Regions from separate parts of the Mus musculus genome. Here all the other regions are linked to region 1. Evidence: chromatin contacts called from public ChIA-PET and Hi-C data. All regions are on one chromosome and are shown on one strand. Each heading gives the region's core, a stretch centred on a gene start, on an enhancer-like site or on the middle of the called end of the contact. The rest is flanking DNA. Distances are from core to core; before and after follow the strand shown.

What was found. A called contact is a pair of places that touch in the nucleus more often than the background predicts. ChIA-PET counts read pairs in DNA pulled down with a chosen protein or histone mark.
Region 2: an RNA polymerase II ChIA-PET map of memory CD8 T cells shows a contact between it and region 1, with 8 read pairs. The contact joins two enhancer-like sites. A contact is called at or near these places in 2 of 115 datasets of contacts at active chromatin or transcription factors (effector CD8 T cells and memory CD8 T cells) and 1 of 9 other capture datasets (adipose tissue).
Region 3: a contact with region 1 is called in a Hi-C map of cortical neurons, with 3 times the contacts expected there. The contact joins two enhancer-like sites. A contact is called at or near these places in 3 of 484 Hi-C or Micro-C datasets (bone marrow-derived macrophages, cortical neurons and hematopoietic stem cells), 4 of 115 datasets of contacts at active chromatin or transcription factors (SST interneurons, neural tube, oligodendrocyte precursor cells and 1 more) and 1 of 9 other capture datasets (adipose tissue).

The regions. Positions count from the first base shown.
Region 1 is chr10:94,542,561-94,546,549 of GRCm38.p6, reverse strand. The region is part of intron 1 of Tmcc3 (transmembrane and coiled coil domains 3); the gene reads right to left. Among named protein-coding and RNA genes, the nearest start is that of Gm40743, 30 kb to the right of the region's middle. Within about 2 kb of position 1,524, at least 300 of the 459 cell types and tissues checked have an H3K27ac peak or open chromatin away from gene starts, as enhancers often do. A contact at or near this core is called in SST interneurons, adipose tissue, bone marrow-derived macrophages and 3 more, where this site is marked.
Region 2 is chr10:94,827,089-94,831,143 of GRCm38.p6, reverse strand. It overlaps Plxnc1 (plexin C1), which reads left to right. Exons shown (of 31, transcript NM_018797.3): 21 at 3,827-3,973. Among named protein-coding and RNA genes, the nearest start is that of Plxnc1, 120 kb to the left of the region's middle. Within about 2 kb of position 1,598, at least 232 of the 459 cell types and tissues checked have an H3K27ac peak or open chromatin away from gene starts, as enhancers often do. A contact at or near this core is called in adipose tissue, effector CD8 T cells and memory CD8 T cells, where this site is marked.
Region 3 is chr10:94,209,014-94,213,136 of GRCm38.p6, reverse strand. All of the region lies in intron 3 of Ndufa12 (NADH:ubiquinone oxidoreductase subunit A12), which reads right to left. Among named protein-coding and RNA genes, the nearest start is that of Ndufa12, 12 kb to the right of the region's middle. Within about 2 kb of position 2,221, at least 28 of the 459 cell types and tissues checked have an H3K27ac peak or open chromatin away from gene starts, as enhancers often do. A contact at or near this core is called in SST interneurons, bone marrow-derived macrophages and cortical neurons, where this site is marked.

The DNA.
Region 1 (3,989 bases), core at 275-2,774:
CTTTTCAAACAACCTCCCTAGGTAATTCCGATGTCTCTGCCACTGCCTCCTGCCCACTGGAATTAAGTCCTTAGTGAACACTTCTATCTGAGGGGACAACACTGCAGAGAGCCAAGAGTCTAGGAACGAATGTGTAAGTGTTCAGAGCTACCCTGCCCCGGGATGTGAGCCACTGAGAACGAACAAACCCAACTGGCCTCTCATCACTTCGGCCCCTTCTGGTTCCTTAGAGATGTGGGGGGCAGGCAGGGAAGACAGCTATGTTTGAGCCGAGAAGGGAGCTGGGAAAGTGGGGCCCTGTTTTTGAGCCTGGCCACCATTGCCTAATCCTGATCAATGGGAATCTATACCCGACAGCTTCCCTTCTCCCTCCAGTTTTGATTCCAACTAGTTTGCCATCAGTGAGCCAGGTAAGCGGTATTTCCAGAACAACTACTCATGAGATCACCTGGGGCCTCTAACCCTCCTTGCCCCACCCGAGACAGTGAATCAGAATTTCTAGGAGGTTCCGTGTCCTGGGCTGGAGCCCAGGCTGTAATATTATACACAGGGAAGTCTGAGAAGCATCTGTTCAGGTCGAGCTCATTGTGAAGAACGGAACCAGGGCTGACTGAGTGACATAATTTCCCCAAGGTCTGATTAACTATGGCTCGGGGGCCCAGAACGTGGTGAGCTCATTCTTTGCTCACAGACCAATACTGCCTGCTATGTTTAATCATCAGAGTCCAAGTATCTGCGAAGTTTCTGATTCACCGTGAGGCAGCTGTGGGTACGTGACTAACAAAGTCTGAGTTCCGGATGCAGGTCAGAACGTGCCACCCACCGGCTTAGAGGATGACAGACAGGGTGACCTGTCTGATTTGACCGGCCCCTCGGTTTCTTTCACTTTCAGTATCAGAATGAGGGGAAAGGCCTGACTGATTACCCTTGAGAAAGAAAGCAACAAGAAGGCAGGAGCGCAGGCTGATTCAACCACCTCACCGTTGTTTCCTCAGCTCCTGTTAGCACTTTGAGCCAAACAGCTCTGGTCCTGGCAACTGCCAGCCTCTTGTGGTCGTGGTCGGGAGAGAAAGGATGGCAAGCCCTGCTACAGACGCTCCGCTTGTAGACCAGAATCAGCTTTTCTAACTGAGAAACAAGGAGGAGAAGCACTCTGCTCCGCCCCACCCTCCCAGGACCCAGCTTGGAAAGCTCAGAGCAAGCTTTGACTCAGGGAAAGCTCGAGCTGGTTATAATTGCCTCTAATTGGCCCTCCCACACCATCGCACAGTTTACAGCTGTAATGAGTTCCAAAAAGGGATGCCATATATTCTCCTCCTACCTTAAAAACCAGAATCCTTTCCTGCCTAGGTTCTTCACATAACTGCTTGGATTTTTCCTAATACATCAAAAGATATTAAAAGCAAGATCAGTGAATGAATGAAAAGCAAACATGTAAATGTGTTTTCAAAGAGAGAGCCCTGAACCCTGTGACCTCAGGGGCAACGCTGTGGGCCTCATATTGCTAACGGAGACCAAGGACAGCGAACGAGAAACCGATTGCATTCCAGGGCACACGGCCCTCAGAACACATGCATCTCTTCGGACATCTCCCATGTTCTGATTTTTATCTTTCTTGGCATGCTCGGGCTCTCTTTTAATAAAGTCACAACCTCTGTTGCCATGGAACCCAATCAGACATGAAGCCTGTTACTAGGACTTCCCTGCAGGGCAAGAAAAAAAAAACAAAAAAAACAAAAAACAAACAAAAAAAAAACCCAAAAGACTCCAGTGACAAAAAGACCAACATTTTCTTAAAAATCAAAAACCAAAAAAACCCAAAAATCAAAAATCAAAGCAATGAGCCTTTGGAAAGCGTCTGACACCTTTGTGTCGACTAACACTTAAGTTTCACATAGGATAGTTTGAACTCTTAAGCCAAAGCGTGTCAACATTTTATTCACACAAAAAAAAATTAAGCTGGGACTTTACAAAGATATTTGTTTCCAAATAAATACCTGGCAAAGAGGATAAAACTACAGGATTCTCCCATTTTCCCCGCTTTTAGGTGAGCTTGCTCAAGACTGAATAGCTGTTTGGCAAACACGTGTCAGTCAGCAGCTACCAAATTGCAGTATCCATTTCTACCAGCACTAAGGTTTTTTTTTGCCAAGAGCTCGTTATTTCTCTGCAAAGAGAAGATATCTAAACAACACAATGAATCCTCTGCTCTGCCATTATCTGGGAAAAAAAATATATCTGATGCTAACAACAAAGCTATATATGGAAAGGGAGTTAACGTCAGCTGAGTGTCTGTCCTGAGCCCGGCACTTCGCATCTCACCGTGTGACTGACGGAGTTACTACCACCAAGGTTCCGACAGCCTTGAGTAGCTTGATCAAGCTGCCACGCGACAACTGTGCCTGACTCCCAAAGCTAGAGTTATTCATTCATTCTGCCTAGCTTTTATTCTGGCTCTGGGTGCCAAGCATTTGTTCAGCCACTTGTTCTTGATGAGGGAATTCACAGCTTTGGGCAGCCTGTCTCAGAAGAGGGCATGGATTCTATTTTGGCTTCCAGCTGGCTACAGTGGTAAGATGTTCATATTCTACTATCATACTCACGAAGCAGCAGCTACCCCATGGGAGAACCATGAGTGAATGTCCTGTCCGTTTGCCTAGGATGACACAGGATGTGCATCTGTACTGGACTGTTAATTAAGTTAAGGATATTTTACCTAGTAGCGTGTATAGGGACAACTTTCATGGAAAGAAAAATTTTCTCAGCACAAAATTGCCATGAGATACTACTCAGCAGACAGAAAGAGACAGGGAGCGGTGGGGAGGAGATGGGACACCTACAACCTACGTACACTGGCAGGGATGCTCATGACCAACCACTGGAAAACCCTGACATTCCTCAAAGGGTTAACATAGCATCCCTGTGACACCTAGCAATTCTGCTCATAGTTGTCCCACACGAATACCCAACTTGTAAGACCACCTAACCCTAAGTGGGCTGCCTTGCCTTTTGGAATCTCCATAAAAGCTGGACTTGAACGCAGACCCAAAGTCTAAGCTGCATCCATCCCTCTTCCTCCTCCTCCTCCTCCTCCTCCTCCTCCTCCTCCTCCCTCTCAAGGATCCAAGATTATTTAAGTTTTTTGTTTTTACATTTGTTGATTTGTGTGTGTGCGTGCATATATATGTGTGCACATGTGGGTATGTTCTGCACAGCACCTATGTGGAGGTCCCAGGACAATTTGCAAGAGTCAAGTTCTCTTCTTCCACTTCTGGGTTCTGGGACTAGAACTCAGGTCATCAGGCTTGGCAGCAAGCACCTTTACCTAGCAAACCATCTCAGCAGCCCCAAACCGCTTGCTTTGTTTCTGTGATTTATTTCTATGATTGCACACTGGAGTCAGCCTCGGGTCCCATGAATTTGCTACAAGCAGATTCAAATGTTGCATTTGCTTAGATGGTAAATAATAAACTGCAATGGAGGGGCCACAGAGGGCCAGCTGCTAACCAAGAACTGCCCATGCTGCTTACATTTCTACCTGAGGTGGAGCCAGGTCCTGGCAAGCCTTTAGTTCATGTTGGTCAATAAGGAAAATAATGGGTCAGTGAGACAGCTCAGGGAGCGTGGGGGTTTGAGTAGGTTAGGCTCCCATAGACACATGTGCTTGAATGCCTGACCCACAGGGAATGGCACTAGTAGGAGGTATGGCCTTGCTGGAGTAGGTGTGGACTTGTTTGAGTAGGTGTGGCCTTGTAGAGGAAATGTGTTACTGTAGGGGTGGGCTTTGAGGCCTCCTGTGCTTAAATTCTGCCTAGGATGGAATTAGGGTCTCTTCTTGTCTGCCTTCAGATCAAGATGTAGAACTCTCACCTCCTCCAATACCATGTCTGCCTGCATGCTGCCATGCTTTCCCGCCATGATGATAAAGAACTGAACCTCTAAAACTGTAAGCCAGTCCCAGTTAAATAGTTGCCTTTATAAGAGATGCC
Region 2 (4,055 bases), core at 349-2,848, 280 kb before region 1:
GCTGTTAGTAGTCCCTAGGGTACATATAATTCACGTAGGGCTCTCTTGGGTAAGATTCTTATATGCGAGCTCATCTTCTTATCTTAGTTAACACCCTTGATTCTGCTAGCCTATGTAGGAAAACGTCCCGAGACCTGAGACTGTTTAAAACGCTGATGAGCACAAACTGTTCTTGAGTCCTTTAAAACATGTTGGAAATACTCATTACTCACTGGCACACTGGCAGCTAATGACGGTCCCTTCTTCCCAGGTGTTCAGCAGTAAAGCAAATCCCCAAAGAGCCTTCTGTCCTCCGAGTTCACTTTCTTGAAGTGACTATGGCATATGGTTGAATTTCATTGAACCTTCAAATCTTTCAGAGTCCAAACTTTCTATGAGCATTGGAGCCCAGGGCTGGGTCTGGAGTTAAGACGGCTCCATCGCTTCTTGGCATGTTACCTGTGGAGTTAACAAAAGATGAATATCATTGGGCTGTTTTGAAGCCCAGATGAGCAGGAGTACACCATTTGCTCGGCACTGAGTAAGAACCCCATAAATATTGGCCATTATTATAAAATATTAAAATGAAAATCAGGGTGTTTCTGTTGAACATGGTCTTTGTTCATCGCTCTGAGGCCCTGGGATGGAGGGAGGTTCTTATCCATCTTTAACTTCACCAGCCGTCCAGATTCCAGCAAAACGGCATAATTGTGTATTTGCAGCTTGCTTCAAAATCTAATTAAACCCTGAATAAGATACACTGCTATGCCACAGGTTTTAACAGGGCTGCTTAAGCTGAGATCCACAAGCAGCACTTTAAATTAGACTGTGCCTAGTTTAATGTTTAATGCAATCTTAAGAGTAGATACGCAACATTTAAAAAAAATTTTTTTAACTGACTTTTCCCACTCCCAAGGCAATGGCCGTTTATTAAGATTAATGAAATCTGCCTCCTTTTCTGTTTACTTGGTATATATCATCTGCTCTGGGGATGTGTCAAGTGGTTATTTCTGGAGAGAGCTGCCTTTGGGCCTCCCTGAGGCTGGGTGGGTGGCCACTGCTGAACACAGGTGCTAGACCCTCTCCCAGGTTCCCAGGTCTTAATCCTCAGCTGACCCTAAGCCAAAAGCCCTAGAATGGCATCCACCAGTCTCTTCTCTAAAAACTCTGTGGCTAATGTGTACAATGCTCAGAGGAAACAGAAAGCAAACACGCACCCTGAGGTTTTGTTTAAAACCAGTAAGCTTGCTTGCTATCTGCGTCCATTCCCCAGCGCCCCAACCCACCCAGCTGCCTGAGTCCCCCGGGTTAGCGTGTTCACTGTGGACACTGTATCATTTTGTTGCTTGTGTGTTTCTGGCTTGGTGTCCATTCACTGGTAAGTCTACTGGTTTGAAATTCACTCCCAGCTCTTCCCTACCAGGAACTCGCAGGAGCTGCTTTTAGGCATGAAAGGGGAGAAGTGTTCAGAAAAATCTGGGCTCCAAGCCCAAGCGGCCCCCTTGAGCAAAGCATTCTGGGTCAAGATTTCTTCTCTGTGCTGATTCAAGAGTGTGTGGAACACTCGGTGGTGAGGGGGGAGAGCGGCACGGTGCCCAAGAGGAAGTGGCAGCCAGCCAGTCCTGGGCGGGACTTTCACTTTCAGTGGAAGAATCCCTCCAGTTATCAAGGGGCTTGGGGGGCCTCCTCTTGCCCTGCTCATTGATGCTAAGCAGGTAGCAACCTTCAGGTGAGCTCCCTTCCCAGACTCCAAGGCCTGGTAGGGACAGATATGACAGTTGACATCTATTAAGCACTGCTGTTGGCTATACATCAGACATCAGGCCAAGAGCTTGGATTATCTTTTCTCATTTAACCCTTAATGGTCTGCAGAGGTAAGTACATTTATGGCTGTTTTGCCTATGGGGGCTCAAGACAGACAGAATAGATGTGATTCTGTAGGTCCGAGGGTAGCGAGGATGGTGCCAGCCTCTGAATGAGCTGATAGTCAGCTCTGGTCTGTCATCTAAAGAGAGAAGACATGTCCCCCAACAGATGAGACATACAATTCCTTGTGTTAGTTGACGACAAAGAAATCTTGTGGCCTGGTGGTTTCCTAGGCTAGTCAGTGTCTCTAGAAAGGTTTTTCAACCTGCCTCTGCTACCGAAATCTAGGTTGAGTAGGTATCTATGTGGCACAGGGTAGGGGACAGGCACCTAAGTTCTTAGGGAGATCCTTAAAAGATGCTGGAGGTGACTCGATAGGGCTAGAACTGAGGGCCCGAGGGGCAGTGTGAAGCCATATGTCACCAGCTCCATTTGGGGAATGCTGGAAAATCCTAACTAGAGAGCCCTTGAGCCAGTGGCTGTTCCTCTGCCCAGCCCTGGGGGTCCTGGCTGGCCTCTGCGTCAACCAATGTGGCCAACCCAGTCCCCACACAAGGGCCCTTGGTGTGTCTCTGCCATGTGTAAGAAAGGCAGAAGTGAGGTTCTTAGGTTTGTGGTCAGGCCCTTTCCCAAGGGGGTGGACGGAAAGCAGATCTCGGTGAGATAATGAACCATGAAATAAAGGAAGTTTCGTATGAGAACGAAATGTCAGGTACTGGTCCCCCTTGCCCCACCTTGGAAACTTCTGAACATCCCCCTCTCTGTCCCGCATCAGGAAGAGGCTACTCGCTACTGTCCCGCATCAGGAAGAGGCTACTCGCTACTTGGGGAGTTGTCAGCAGAGGGGAGAGAAGCAAAGAGAGGCAGGGAGGAAGTGGACCAGGAGAGGTAGAGGGTGGCAGGAGACCAAGGGAGGGACCTGTGCTTGGAGGAAGTACAAAGGCAGAGACAGGGGTGAGCGGAGAGGTTAGGGGAGGCCCCAAAGGGTTGTCGGTAACCCTCCTGTTCACAGGAAATCAGACAGAGAGCCAGAGGGATGCTCCTTTCGAAGCTGAATTAGTTAGCTCTGCAGATGAACTTGGTAACATGGGGGCTCCAATTGGAGCCATGTAACTACTGTTTCATCTTTACTAAGGCACTCTGGCTTGGGAGGAGCCCTCCCCTTTCCCCCACCAGGCCTAGTGTCCATGGATCCTGGAAACCTCATTGTTTAGGGGGAACCGAAACTGCCCCAGGGCTGCATGCCTCAGCCGATGGCAGGAAGCAGAACACAGCCTATACCTGAACTACCCAATGTCCCTTTGAACATAGTGGCTTCAAATCTGGGCCATCAAAACCCCCTCCCCCAATTCAGTGGGACGTGTTCACAGGAGAGGGCTGGAGACAGGGACCCTGGGACCAGCCTTAGAGGTTCAGGGAAGGGAATACTGCCCATCTGACCTGTGAACCGTGCAAGAGGTGTCTGAATGATAAGGGCCAAGGGCTGGCACATGGGCAGGACAACAGCTGAAGTGGAGGCCACCTCCATCGCTAAAAGCAGTTGAACACTGACAGGCCACCCTCCACAGCAAATGTTTAAAACATTCTTGCATGAGTCCCTGTTGCCAAGACTAAGTGTGAAGCACTTTTTTTTTTCTTAATGTCGCTTATTTTTGGTTTGCAATTAAACGGGCACGTAAACAAGGTTATAACTCTACCTCCGTGAACTGCTCTTAGGCACCAGCCTACTGATGAGCACAAGCCTGCCAGACAGGAACTTAAACATGAAATTAAGGGGGGCCTCTACTGGATACCTCCCATAGTGTTGGGGGTGGGGTGGGGCTCGTGCATGTGCATAGTGTGCAAGAAGGAGTTTCCTGGGTGATGTGCTGCGCGTTTCCACGGGCTTTGCATGTTGATTATGAGTGAATACTGCTGCCTGTCACTCGTGGTACTACCGTGGGCTTCAGAGCTAACTGTTGCTTTTGCAACTTTTTCCAAGGAGACTGTTGGAGAGCCATTCTATTTGCTGGTGACGACCCTGAACCAGAAAATAAACAAGGGTCCCGTGGACGTGATCACCTGCAAAGCGCTGTACACCCTGAACGAAGACTGGCTACTCTGGCAGGTCCCCGAATTCAACACTGTGGTAAGCTTGCCCAAAGCGCTCCATCCAGACCCAGAGGGTGGGGGTAGGTGGGATGGGGGGAGGGTGGGTCCTCCTGACTGTG
Region 3 (4,123 bases), core at 972-3,471, 330 kb after region 1:
AAGAGGGGACTGGGGTAGAGCTCCGTGAGTGCTTGTCTCTCACACACAAGCTCCCAGGTTTGATTCTGAAAATTCAATCAAAATAATGAGCAAAACCTCCAAATATAACACAAAAGCACAGTAGTGGAACAAGAGTGAAGCTGACTAATCCCCAGTGGGACAGTCCTGGACTGGCACACACAGGCCCTAAATCCAATCCTCAGCACAGGAAATAACCAAAACCCAAAACCAACCACTAATACCCCACTAGGCAGGCAGCGGCAGCTGTCAAGAATGTAACCAGACCATTTCGGCTGTTGTTACCTGTGGCTTGGATTTGAGTAGAAGTCTCTGGTAGCAGTTTGCCATGTTTAAAGAGAAGCAGCAGGGCTGCAGAGAAGGCTCAGCTGGTGAGGCCTTGCCAGAAAGCCTGAGGCCCAAGTGGGATCTTAAAATGCACATAAAGATGGAAGGAGAGAACCAACTTCACCAGTTTGTTCTCTGGTCCCATATAGTCCTTGTAACACTCACCCAGCCCCTACCTCACAGCACCCCACTGTATACAAATAATAATGAACCCAATTTTAAAAAGAGAGCAGGGGAGGGGGTACAAAACGGTGGGTGGACATGTTATCAATGACACAAGTATGAAAACAGAACAGTTAATGATGAGGGCGACACATTAATAATAGTTTAAAAGGAAGCAAGGCAGGAAAAAGTAGTTGGCAGATCTTAGATGAGTTGAAATGACCCTTAAGTTCTGGCTTGAGTAATAAGAACTGCCTATGTGATCCGAACAGTGACTTGACACACGATTCCCTGGGCATTTGAAGGATTGGGGAAAATTAAATATATTAAATTTATAGATGTAACCTAACTAAAATGCTTAAAATAATGTAATGAACTAAATTTGTAAATAGATATAACTGTTTAGGAGAATTTAATCCTTTCCATTAGAGTTTATCAAACATTCATCAAGGAACAAAAGAAAATGATTATTCTTTATTTTTATGCAGAAAGTATTCAATTTACTAATCTTGTTATTCTGCTTATGAGCTAAGCCTCGAGGCTTAAGAAGAACTACAGTTTAAGATTTACAGCTGCAATAAATGGGATGTTAATTTTAAATACAAATTGCCATTGTACAACAGCCCCCAGCTAGGGGAACACTGACTAACAGGCAGAATGTTGCTGAGACGCAGGAAGTGTCTGTGAATGGGGGAGGAAACCACAAATCACTTGCATATGTCACAAATACAAATGCTTATTATTTATAACCACAAATGTTCTTCTACAGAGGATGTGACAGTAAACTAACATCTCTTCTCTCCACTGGGATTCTTAGGGGACAGAGGTAGCAGCTACACAGGAGGCTGAAGCAGGAGGATCCCATGAACCTACCAGTTCAGATCCAAACTAGGCAACACAACATGATCTCATCTCTCAAAAAGAACATATTCCTTTTCTAAAAAAGCCGACCTATATCCGTGGACCAGGTGAGGGGAATCCTAAGGGTGTCCGTTCAAAAGCCAAGGAATTCAGAGTGTATTTCTGGTTGCACTGTGTGCCTCTGGATTACCAAGGTTTCTCTAACAGTCACACCTCACAATCAGGCTTTGCTTTGTTTTGTGTCTTTGTGGAGTTCCAGAATGAAGCCAGGGCTCTGTGCAGGGAACACGAATGCTCTACCCCGAGCCACCCACCACTATTTACATCTCCTTCTCCCAGCCCGCCCACCTGTCTGACTATCTTTATGTCTTCTATAATCCCCACCTCCCTGGTACAAGGCACTCTGCAGCCCAGGCTGGTGGTATTTAGTCCAGGCCAGCCTTTAACTCCTGATTCTTCTTCTTTTTCCACTTCCCTACTACTGAGCATACAGACATGGACCACCACACCCACTGCATCTTTTCTATGTCTGTGAACAGCCTCACTCAGTGCTTTGATCCAATGAAGCACTCTTGACTTTCCTCTGCCTACCCCACCTCCTCCACACAAACCTGTCTATGGCTTTGTTCTTTAACAACAATAAAAACAAAAAAACTAGAAGACAGGCCAACAGGAGGGAAGAAGGGTGGGTGAGAGCGGGAGGAAGGGAGGGAGGGAGGGAGAAAGGGAGGGAGGGAGAGAGAGAGAGAGAAGGGAAGGGAGAGAGAGCGAGAAAGAGAGAGAGAGATTGATTTCAGTATACAAGGAGACATGAGTGCTCTACACTGAGGAAAAAGACATGTTAGCTATAAGTGAACAGAAGGTGCCACCAAGTGGAGGCATGGCATATATGCTGCAGAGAAAAATCCAAGCAAGCCATTAAACTACAATTTTTAAGCAAGTCAGGGTTCCAACACGTCAAATCAAAAACAGTAAATCTACTTCTACTGATACAAGAGACAACAATGACTTTATCCTACTTGCATGAAATAACCCAGCAGTCCACTTCTCCACACTCAGTAATACTCCAACCCTGCCAAGTTTTACGTAGCTACTCATGATTCATTTGGTCTTTATGTCAGCAACTCTATGCTCAGGCTAAGAGCTAGGGAATGATGGGTAATTTAACGATAAAAGTGAGGAGAGATAAAAGTGGTATAAAATATGTAGCATTTACTTAAGTAATACTTTGAGATTATTCTATATAAGCATTTAAACTAATACAAATACTAAGACATTTTAATCTTAGTAAAGAATTGTAGAATTGTATGACTCTGCCAGGTTGTACTCATCAGGTGCTGTAAACTCCTGGAGGGCACGTGTGCTTCCCTTCTCACAGGGACACAGCGCCAGTGCCTGACGTGCAGTAGGCCTCAGATGAATAGCAGTTGAAAGTCTTTGAGCAGAGTACTGTGCGGGGTAACAGACAGTAACATTTTCCTTTCAAGGCCCATGCAGCCCAGTGTCCTTCCAAGACATCCGCCACACTGGCACACACATCCCTTCTGCAGGTCCACGGGTGGACCGAGTGGCCATAACGGCGACTGGCAGACTGAAAGGAACAAAGCAAAGACAGGATCCATAAAGTGAACTTGCCACCCCACAAGATTAGGGAAGAGTAAGGGAAACTGACAAGATGACTAAAGATCTCTGATTCTATCAAAATTTACTAATGCCTCGGAAGAAAACCTGTCCCCAGGTGACATTACTCAGCTGCTGAGCAAGCTGCAAGACTGTCACAGGCCTTAGTGGCAGCTGCTGACTCAGAGCGGAGGACAGAGCCACCACCTGCAGCTGGGCAGCCTCACAGGTTCCTCACTGCGAGCTCTGCAGTCGGTCATGCAGCTGACAGCTCACTCAGCCATCCAGGAGCTGGGCTCCCTTACTCCCCAGACGACACAGCACACACTCAAGGGAGATGAGTGTCGTATCCAGCAGGTGCAGGAGCTGGCCTGTGATTAAAAGCTTCTTGCTCCTCGACAGCCAACATCTCTACAGACATAGGCTCAGTGCCAGAACTCCCATTCCCACAGGGAACACACACTATTCCCAAGCACACCTGAAGAGCAGGCATTTATGATTCCCCCCCAAGTCATATGCAACTTACCAATCGGAACTCAATTCCTAACAGTCCAGACAGAATATTCTTACCTGGTCTCCAGAGCAGCAAGCAAGGTGTGGCACGGAAGGTCGTCTTCTTTTAAATTACACAGTACACTAGCTAAAATTAAAATCCCAGGGAATTCCTGTGTCTAGCATCAATTTCTATCCTGACTGCCGATGAGTGCTCTCAGCTGTCACTCTCCAGACCCAACTGTGTCTACAAAAGAGAACTCCTGACTACCAAGCCTTCTCTGTCTTTCCTACCTTGGTAACTCTACTTCCAGTAACCCAGATCAAAGACCTCAAAATAAAAGACACAACAACAACAAAATTTTAAAATGAGCAAATGATCAGAACAGAATTTTGTTGTTGTTGTTTGAGACAAAGTCTTGCAACATAGTATAGGCTGGCCTGGAACTTTCTATGCTTCTCTCAGCCTATGGATCACTAGCACTACATATATGCCTCACCACATACCAGCTCCTTAGTGAACATTTCTTTTTCCCTTTAATTTAAAAGTTTTACCTATGTCTTAGTTTTGTTTCCAGTGAGAAAGCAACCTAGGGGCAAAAGGGCTGACTTGCCTCACTGCTCCAGGCCTCTTCTCTGGATC